2 separate regions of the Zea mays genome follow, and region 2 is linked to region 1. The links are chromatin contacts, called in public Hi-C maps. All regions are on one chromosome and are shown on one strand. Each heading gives the region's core, a stretch centred on a gene start, on an enhancer-like site or on the middle of the called end of the contact. The rest is flanking DNA. Distances are from core to core; before and after follow the strand shown. Region 1 holds the start of LOC100275651. Region 2 holds the start of LOC100279021.

What was found. Hi-C and Micro-C count contacts between places; a contact is called where the count stands out from the background.
Region 2: a Hi-C map of endosperm shows a contact between it and region 1, with 8 times the contacts expected there. The contact joins the promoter of LOC100279021 here to the promoter of LOC100275651 in region 1. A contact is called at or near these places in 3 of 25 Hi-C or Micro-C datasets (bundle sheath, endosperm and leaf).

The regions. Positions count from the first base shown.
Region 1 is chr2:193,038,888-193,042,887 of Zm-B73-REFERENCE-NAM-5.0, forward strand. It overlaps LOC100275651, which reads right to left and starts at 1,656. Exons shown (of 1, transcript NM_001367826.1): 1 at 876-1,656. The coding sequence starts at 1,587. The coding sequence ends at 1,147. It also overlaps the pseudogene LOC111590980.
Region 2 is chr2:193,350,695-193,354,694 of Zm-B73-REFERENCE-NAM-5.0, forward strand. It overlaps LOC100279021, which reads left to right and starts at 1,956. Exons shown (of 3, transcript XM_035965424.1): 1 at 1,956-4,000. The coding sequence starts at 3,022. It overlaps mbd117 (methyl binding domain 117), which reads right to left and starts at 2,713. Exons shown (of 4, transcript NM_001130128.1): 1 at 1,950-2,713; 2 at 938-1,067; 3 at 1-865. The coding sequence starts at 2,713.

The DNA.
Region 1 (4,000 bases), core at 406-2,905:
CCGCTCGCTCCCAGCGGACGTCAGGACGTGTCCTTTCTCCTTTGCAGCCGCCGCGCACGGAAGCAGACCACGCAGGGCGCAGCAGGCAAAAACGACAGCACCCGGCGTCCGGCACCGGCAACAAGGCAAGGCCACCGCGGGCCGGCAGCAGCCGGCAGGTGCAGCGGACCGCGCGTGTAGGCGGGCGCATCGCATGAGGTGGGCACGGACGCGGACACAGGCACGTGCTCCCCTGCCCCACCGCCCACTGCGCCCTCGACACCTCACCATCGGCATCAGCGGCCACCGTTCCCCCACCGCCCCAGCCGGAGCCCACCCCCGTTTTCTATTTGCCGCCAGCTGGTCCAGCCCTACTCTACTCTTACTCTACTCTACCGCGCCGGATAGGGAGGGCGGGAGGTGTGCGTATAATAATAATGGGCTCTGGCAGCTTGCGGGACGCGACCAGATCCAGGGCGCACAGACAGCTGTTGCGTCTGTGGCCCAGATCCATCAGCTTGTTCGGCTGCCACAGAGAGAGCACTGTTGCAGCTGCAAAATACTGTTGCGGCTGCAATCCCTAGAGACAAAATACTGTAGAAGCCGCAGCCGCAGTTGGATTAAAGCCGCAGCGAACAAGCCACATACCCCTAGCTCGATCTACAAGCACGAGCTCATCATGCCCATGGATCCTGGCCTGGCCTGGTCTCTCTGCATCGACGTTCGTTCGTGTGTGTGTATGTGTGCAGCCCAAGCTCAAGATCGCGCAACAACGGTGAGCTCTACACCACAGTAACACTGCACTACTCTCAGTCTACTACTCAGTAGTACGAGCACTCTCCAAGATCTGATCCGATCTGATACGATCACCGAGCTAAAATGTAGTAAGCAGTAGCTGCGAAAGAGAATCAACAGGGTATTATACAAATGGATGAACGGAGCACAACACCACCGAGCCAGCCCAACCAATCTGTCCGAGCCACGGTCCTACACTGTAGCAACACGAACGAACAGATGCCGCCAGTCCTACTGAATCGAATGCCGAATGGAATATGGATATTCGGATGGAAGAAAAAAAATGGTGAAAAGAAAAAAAAAGAAGGAATCAACGGCTCAACACGGATAACAAATAAATTACAGCACGGGGCAGTGCAGATCTCCCTTCTCTCAGTAGAAGGCGGCGGCGGCGGCGGCCACGGCGGCAGCGGCGGCGAACCACTTGGCGGCGGCGGGGGAGACGGCGGCGGCGGCGCTGGGGGCAGGGGGCACCTCGGCGGAGGGCGTCGGGGCGGGGCCCTCCGTGGGCATCGGCGGGGAGCTCATCTCGGGGGTCGGGGCCTCGGCCTTGGGCGCCGGGGCAAGGGCCTCGGGCGCGGGGGCGGGGGCCTTGGGAGCGGGCGCCGGGGCCGGGGGAGGCGTGGCCGGAGGCTGGGCGGGCGGCGACACCGGCGCCGGGGCGGGCGGCGGGGTCGCGGGCGTCGGAGGCGGCGTCGCCGGCGGGGGAGGAGACGCCTTGGGAGCCGGCGTCGGGGTGGCGGCCGGGGCCTGCGCCGCCGCGGCGGCGAAGAGCATTGCCATGGCCAGGGCCGCGAGCTGGAAGCGCGCCATTGCAGCCGAGTAGGCGAGAGAGAAGCTTGATGAGCGTGTGCGTGTGTGTGTGTGTACTGTGATGGTGTGTGCCCGGTGCCGGGACAGTAGAGGGCCGCGTCTTATAAAGAGGTCGAAGCCGAGGTTACGACGCGTAATTACTAGTCCTGCCAGGGGTTTAGCTGCTACTTTCCTCGAAGATCAGCCGCCGTTGGATCGGTCCGTGACGGCGATGTCACATTTTGCCCAGAGCCTGTTTCGAGTATGATAAAAAAATCTGAAGATGGGGTTTGGCTACATCTCCATTTTCGCCCAATGGACATGGTCGGTTGTGAGCTGGCGCTCACTGTATGTCTTGTCGTGCGTACGTATTTTTGGATTTTGGGAAATGCGGCAACGGTCCACCCATTTATAATGTTCTCTCTCTCTCTCTTTTAAAAAAATAGGCCCCATCAAATATTATCAGCTCCATATACGGTCTCATTTGGCACCCACATATATTGTTTCTGTCTATACAATACTGCCATTCAGAATAAGGAAATTGTGCCGCTATTTTTTTATGAATTTGAAGGGGGGAAATAAAACTTCAATGCGGCTTGAGTAGCCGTTGATAATGTCGTTGGCGCGGCCACTTGTACATCTCATCTCCAGCTAAGGTTCGTTGCCCAGAATAGTGCCTTTGAAACGGGATGATTAGCTTGTTGAAACTAATCAATGAGGCCCCCATGTTCCGCGCTCAGATTTTTTATATTCGGGCCATCTCTAAACGGCTCACAATACTGCTGAACCACCTCCGAAACGGTGGCAACCTACACCTAGGGATAAAAATGAGGCATAAATCACAACATCATATTAAATACATCTCTGCCTCTCTATCACCTCTCTCTTACAGAGATTGACCGGCTATATTTGGCTTACAAGTCCACGGTTCCTTATTGATACTGTTACTGTTAGACTGTTTCCGGTAAATAGAGTAGAATAGGAGACACAAAACTGTACATGACACTATTCACACTGTTTAGAGAGTAAAATTTAAAATAGAGGATGAGACAGAGGATCTGCTAGAGATAGCCTTAAGTTGTTATGAAAAACGCGTTTACATACGACGGCCTATTAGCAGTTGTGTATTCTTGTGACTTTGATCCATATGATAAATCCAGCGATTTCCAGCCTATGTAACCAGATTCTTCCAATAAAAGCTATATATAATCCTACGTGCACGATGGTCAACTTGATCGATGCAAGAGAACTCTAGTGACCTCCCACCTAATGATCTAACCAAACCCTTCCAAAAACCAGAGTTTGAGTTTCACTGCTTGGTGACGCTGAACTTGATCCACAGGGTAAATCCAGTAAAATCTAACCTACTCAAATAGAACCGGAAAATATATGGGGCCAGATTGTTACCCATTACCAGCAAAGCTGCAGACGGATGAAGTTGCTCGTGTTACTTGCAAGACATGGACAACAGACCATGTAAATAACCGTACAAAATACTGTTATACAATGTTTATAAAACATAGTTTGAAATAGAGAATAGTATAAAGAGTCAGGCTACTCTGCCGCGTTCATGATCGATCATGGAGTCCACACAGCGTTTCCGGTGACCATCGTGGCCATCAGGCTGGGTTGTGCCCAGGTTGGAAGATTCCGGCCGGCCGCACGGACAGTCGGCAATAGCAACCCGCTTTTCTTGCTAGTTGTGCTGTTGTTAGACCCTTTGAGCTCTCGTTGTATTATCCCATCTAAGGTTATTCGTTCGTCCCGTGCAAAGCGCGCAAGTCTATTCCTCTTTTCTACATCTCGTCTACTAATGGTCCACTACACCATAGACATGCCGTAAGAAACCACTTAATCACAACACGATTGAAAAACCAAGCGCCGCAATCCCACGTAGTACTACCTCGTTACTTGGAAGAGGACGAGCGACCGAGCGAGCTATAAAAAAAATTGGTCTCCTTTTTAATTTGTATTTTTCTCGGCCTTTTGGCTAAGATAAAATGTATTATTTGTTATTATCAATTTAATATTTGATATATTTATCAGTTTAGTATTTAATATGTAGATCATATGTTCGTTTTAATATTAAATTTATTTTTTATGTGTATTAAATATAATTGTTTGCTGTCGCAACACATAACAATCAACTATTTTAATATAATTGACAGCTGATTGTTTTTTTAAAAAAAAATAGCAATGGCGACACCGACATGCCAACCAGCGAGACAGGCCGCCCCACGAATCTCGTCCTACCGAGCGCGCGAACTGCGTCGAGCTCGCAACGTGACGGCCACAAGCTCACATGAAAACCGCAAGCAGCAGTCACCATGTCCCGATGCCGATGAACGTCGAACGGTCGAAGTGTGGTACGGCCGGTACAGTCGTGGGCTATGATAAGAGGGCACGAAAAAACCTTTGGGAATAGTGACGTGTC
Region 2 (4,000 bases), core at 706-3,205, 310 kb after region 1:
TATCCAGATGATGCCCAGAGGAAGGCTCTCTGGCAGGATGTTTTTTTATCATTTCAAATGCATCTGTAATATCCATTAGAGGGTCCTTATGATGTGCAGAGACAAGTTCTCCAGCAACAAGTCCTTTTTCCTGTTCAGGAAAGCCATTCATCTCCTTAAGAGGGTCCTTCTGATTCACAGAGATATCTCCTGAAGATTCTTTTCCCTGCTGAGGCAACTCAGAAGGTTCTTTTCCCTGTTGAGGCAACACAGAAGGTTCTTTTCCCTGTTGAGGCAACACAGAAGGTTCTTTCCCCTGTTGAGGCAACATAGAAGGTTCTTTTCCCTGTTGAGGCAACACAGACGGTTCTTTTCCCGGTTGAGGCAACACAGACGGTTCTTTTCCCTGTTGAGGCAACACACAAGGTTCTTTTCCCTGTTGAGGCAAGATAGTGATCTCCTGAGATCCACATGGCACTGCCATCAAGGATGGTCGACCATCTAACAGTTCTGCTGGACTCAGACCTTCATACCTTACATTTGCAGCGCTGTGGCCAAAATTGCCAGATACCTCTCCAGAGGTCTTCTGCTGAGTCTTCTCGTAGTTTCCATCTATGTTGGTACCCAATTCTCCAGATTTACTAACCCTGCGCCTTTTAGCTTTCCTTTGGTGAAAGGACAACTGATGTTGCATATAGGCGCTCTGGTCATGAAACGTCAAATTGCATTTCCGGCACTCCTTTGCATTCACTTCTATTGGAGCTTCATCCTTCTGAAGTTTTTGTTGATGAGAATCACCAGAGGAATTAAACAATGCAACTGAATTAACTGGCACTGCAATTTGCTTTTCCTCAATTGAGATGGTTTGCTGGTGAAGACCTACAGACTGATCAAAAGTACTTTTAAATTAAACTATGAAAACCCAAGCACACAAATAAAATGCATAATCAAAACTTACATTAACATGTAGGTCATGCACTCCTGCATTGTTAATCTGAGAGGCAGTTGGCTTTGCCTCCTGATATCCAAGAAGGGACAAGAGGTAGGAAGATACTTCTTTGCAAGTAGCAAACTGATGTCCTTTGGGGCTGAGTATGATATAAGCAATTCAGCACAGGTGAATAACAGCTGTAGAAAAATAATTTGACAAATGCTATAGGCTACTAATGAAATAAGAAACAAATCAAAAAGTACATATATCCAGGTGTTGTGGAAATTAACCACTGTAAAGGCAGATGTTATAGTGGCATACTGTTCTAGGCTCCTAGCAAAAACTTGGCACAGCTATGCTTTTTCTCTCTCGAATACGCATGAGAGCTGTGTATCATTTATATTAAGGAGAAACAAGGGGTTAAGAAACCCTACAACAACCACTGATTACAACACGCCAAACAGCTATGCTTTTCATCAAACAACTACAAAATTACGTGATTCATATCGTTAAAAGGAAACAAAAAGACATTTTCACAGAAAAAGATATGTTTTTATAACTGCATGCATTTGTGATGGCACTAACATCAGTCTTGAATCTTGATGCGATGGTATTTCACTAATTTTGCTTGTTTGGGTATTAGCCTAATTTTCTCAAACTCAGATGAAGATGATAGTTGTTCAGATATATGCAGCTCGATGTTGTAAGCCTATTGTATATATGTTTAAGCGCTTGAGGGCACGGATCTGAGCAGCATATTTCATATAGAAGTCCTATCCTCCTAATCTCAATTTCATGTTTCAGTTAGGTTACTGACCTATTGGGGAAAGACAACTCAGTGCTAAAGAGTAAGTAGACAATCTTTCTATGACAGAAGCACTGTGAGGCTACTATGGAACTTGTGAAAAAACATGCATATAATCACTTCGTGACAGTTTGAAACAGAATCTGAATCATTATACATACTCTGAAAGACTGAAACCGTACCAACTGAAGCCTATACTACAATAAACAAGTATGCCTGGGTACAGGAACAGACCTCACATAACGGCGGCAATTAATCCATGCGACACGCTCCTTTCGCTTGAGCCCAAGCAGCAGTTTCCACCCACAGGGCAGGTGGTCACCGAACATGCCAGCATTCACAAACTTCCTCCGACGCCTCCGGCTTCCCCATTGCCCTTCCAGCGCGTTCATGAATCCCAGCAGCTCGGACTCTGACCCCAATCCTGCCGTACGCTGACGTAGCTCTTCCCCATACGGATCCACAAGATCGGCGAGTCTCACCAGGTCAACCACCAAACCCTTTGGATTCAGCACTACCCTATCGGGGTCTGCCGCCGCAGCAGACGGCGGCGGCAGAGACGGCGCGGGCGGTGCAGGTGCTGTTATCGCGGGCGCGGCTAGGGTTTGCGGTCGGGGTGGAATCGTAGGCGGAGCAGGGTACGAGGGGTCGTCACGCGCGAAGAGGCGTTGGAGGTAGAACACAATGAGGCGGTTGTCGGGGTCCTCCTCGGTGGGGGCAGCTGGCGTAGATAAGGAGGAGGCCCCGGTGGTGGTGGGCGTTAGTTTGTGGGATATGTTGGTGGCGACGCGGCGACGGGAGAAGGTTTGTTTGCGGGAACCTGCGCTCTCGTTGAAAACGGCGCGGTCGATCTTCGGGGGAGAGAGGAACTCGCTATCGCGGCGCCGGCGCCGGCCCCGGCGGGAGTCGACGGCGTAGGGCGATGCGGCAGCTAGGGCCACGAGATCCGACTGTGTCAGCGCCCGGAGATCCACTACGGCTGCTACCTCAGTCCCCATTGCCCAGCGTCGCCGTCACCGGCGGCTGCTGGGCGACGGAGGATTCGGGGTTTGGCTTAGGAGGGGAGGAAACGCATGAGTGCAGAGTGCTGGATGCGACGAGGACGATGGGGACGGGAGATGTTCAAGACAGGAGTGGGCCAGTGTGGGTTGAGATGTCGAGTGGCGCGGCGGGCCCCGTAATCGAACGGTTACGGTGCCTTCCAATTTGCGTGTTGATTTGATCAAACCCTGGACTGTGAATACTGAACCCAACTAGTCTCACGTGGTCATCACTCACCGCGCCGCCGCCGCCGCCACCGCCAGCAATGGCGCGCCGCCTCTTCTGTGCCACGAGAACGCTCCTCCTTCCTGCCCCAGCTCCCGTGCCGGCGCCCACCTCTGCGTCTTCTGCAGCGGCCGCGGAAGCGTCGGCCTCGCTCCTGCCACTGCTCCCCTGCAAGCGGAGAAAGAAGCTCCTGAGGAAGCTCAACAGCCCACGGGTCGCGCCTATCGAGCCGGAGGCCGCGCGTCGCGTTCCGGCCCTCGACGCCGTGCTCGACCGCGATACGGCCTTCCGCTTCCTCCACCGGGCGCGCTCGTTCCTGGCTTCCCTCCCGCCTCCGCACCGGATCCCCCTTGCCGAGGCTGGAAAGCTGTACCGCGAGCTCGGCTTCCCCCGCGGCCGCAAAGTGTCGCGCTCCGCTACGCGCCACCCGCTGCTGTTCCACCTCCCAGTCGTGGACTCCGTTCCGCACCTCGCGCTCACGCCGTTCATGTGCTCGCTCCTCGAGGAAGAGCGCCGCATCCACGACGACCTCCTCCCTTCGCGGGTGCTCGCAGTCAGGAAGCTCCTCATGCTCACAGCCCACCGTCGCGTGCCGCTCGCGAAGCTCCACCACTGCCGCGCTGTGCTCGGCCTCCCCGACGACTTCCGCGACCGCGTCCAGGACTTCCCCGACGACTTCCGCGTCGTAGTCGATCCCAGGGACGGCCGCCACTTCCTCGAGCTCGCGCGCTGGGACCCTGCGCTCGCCGTCAGTGCGTTGGAGCGCGACTTCGTCGTGGACGAGCGCCGCGTCCGGCGCACGTTCCGCTTCGCGGTCCCACACCGCCGGTTGATGCCGCTTGACGCCGAGGACGCCGACCGCCTCGACATGGCGACCACGTTCCCGTTGGTCTCGCCGTACACCAACGGCGCGCTGCTCAAGCCATGGACGCCCGAGGCGGAAAAGTACCGCGTCGGTGTGGTGCACGAGTTCCTGAACCTGACGCTGGAGAAGCGAGCGATGATCCACCACATCGTCG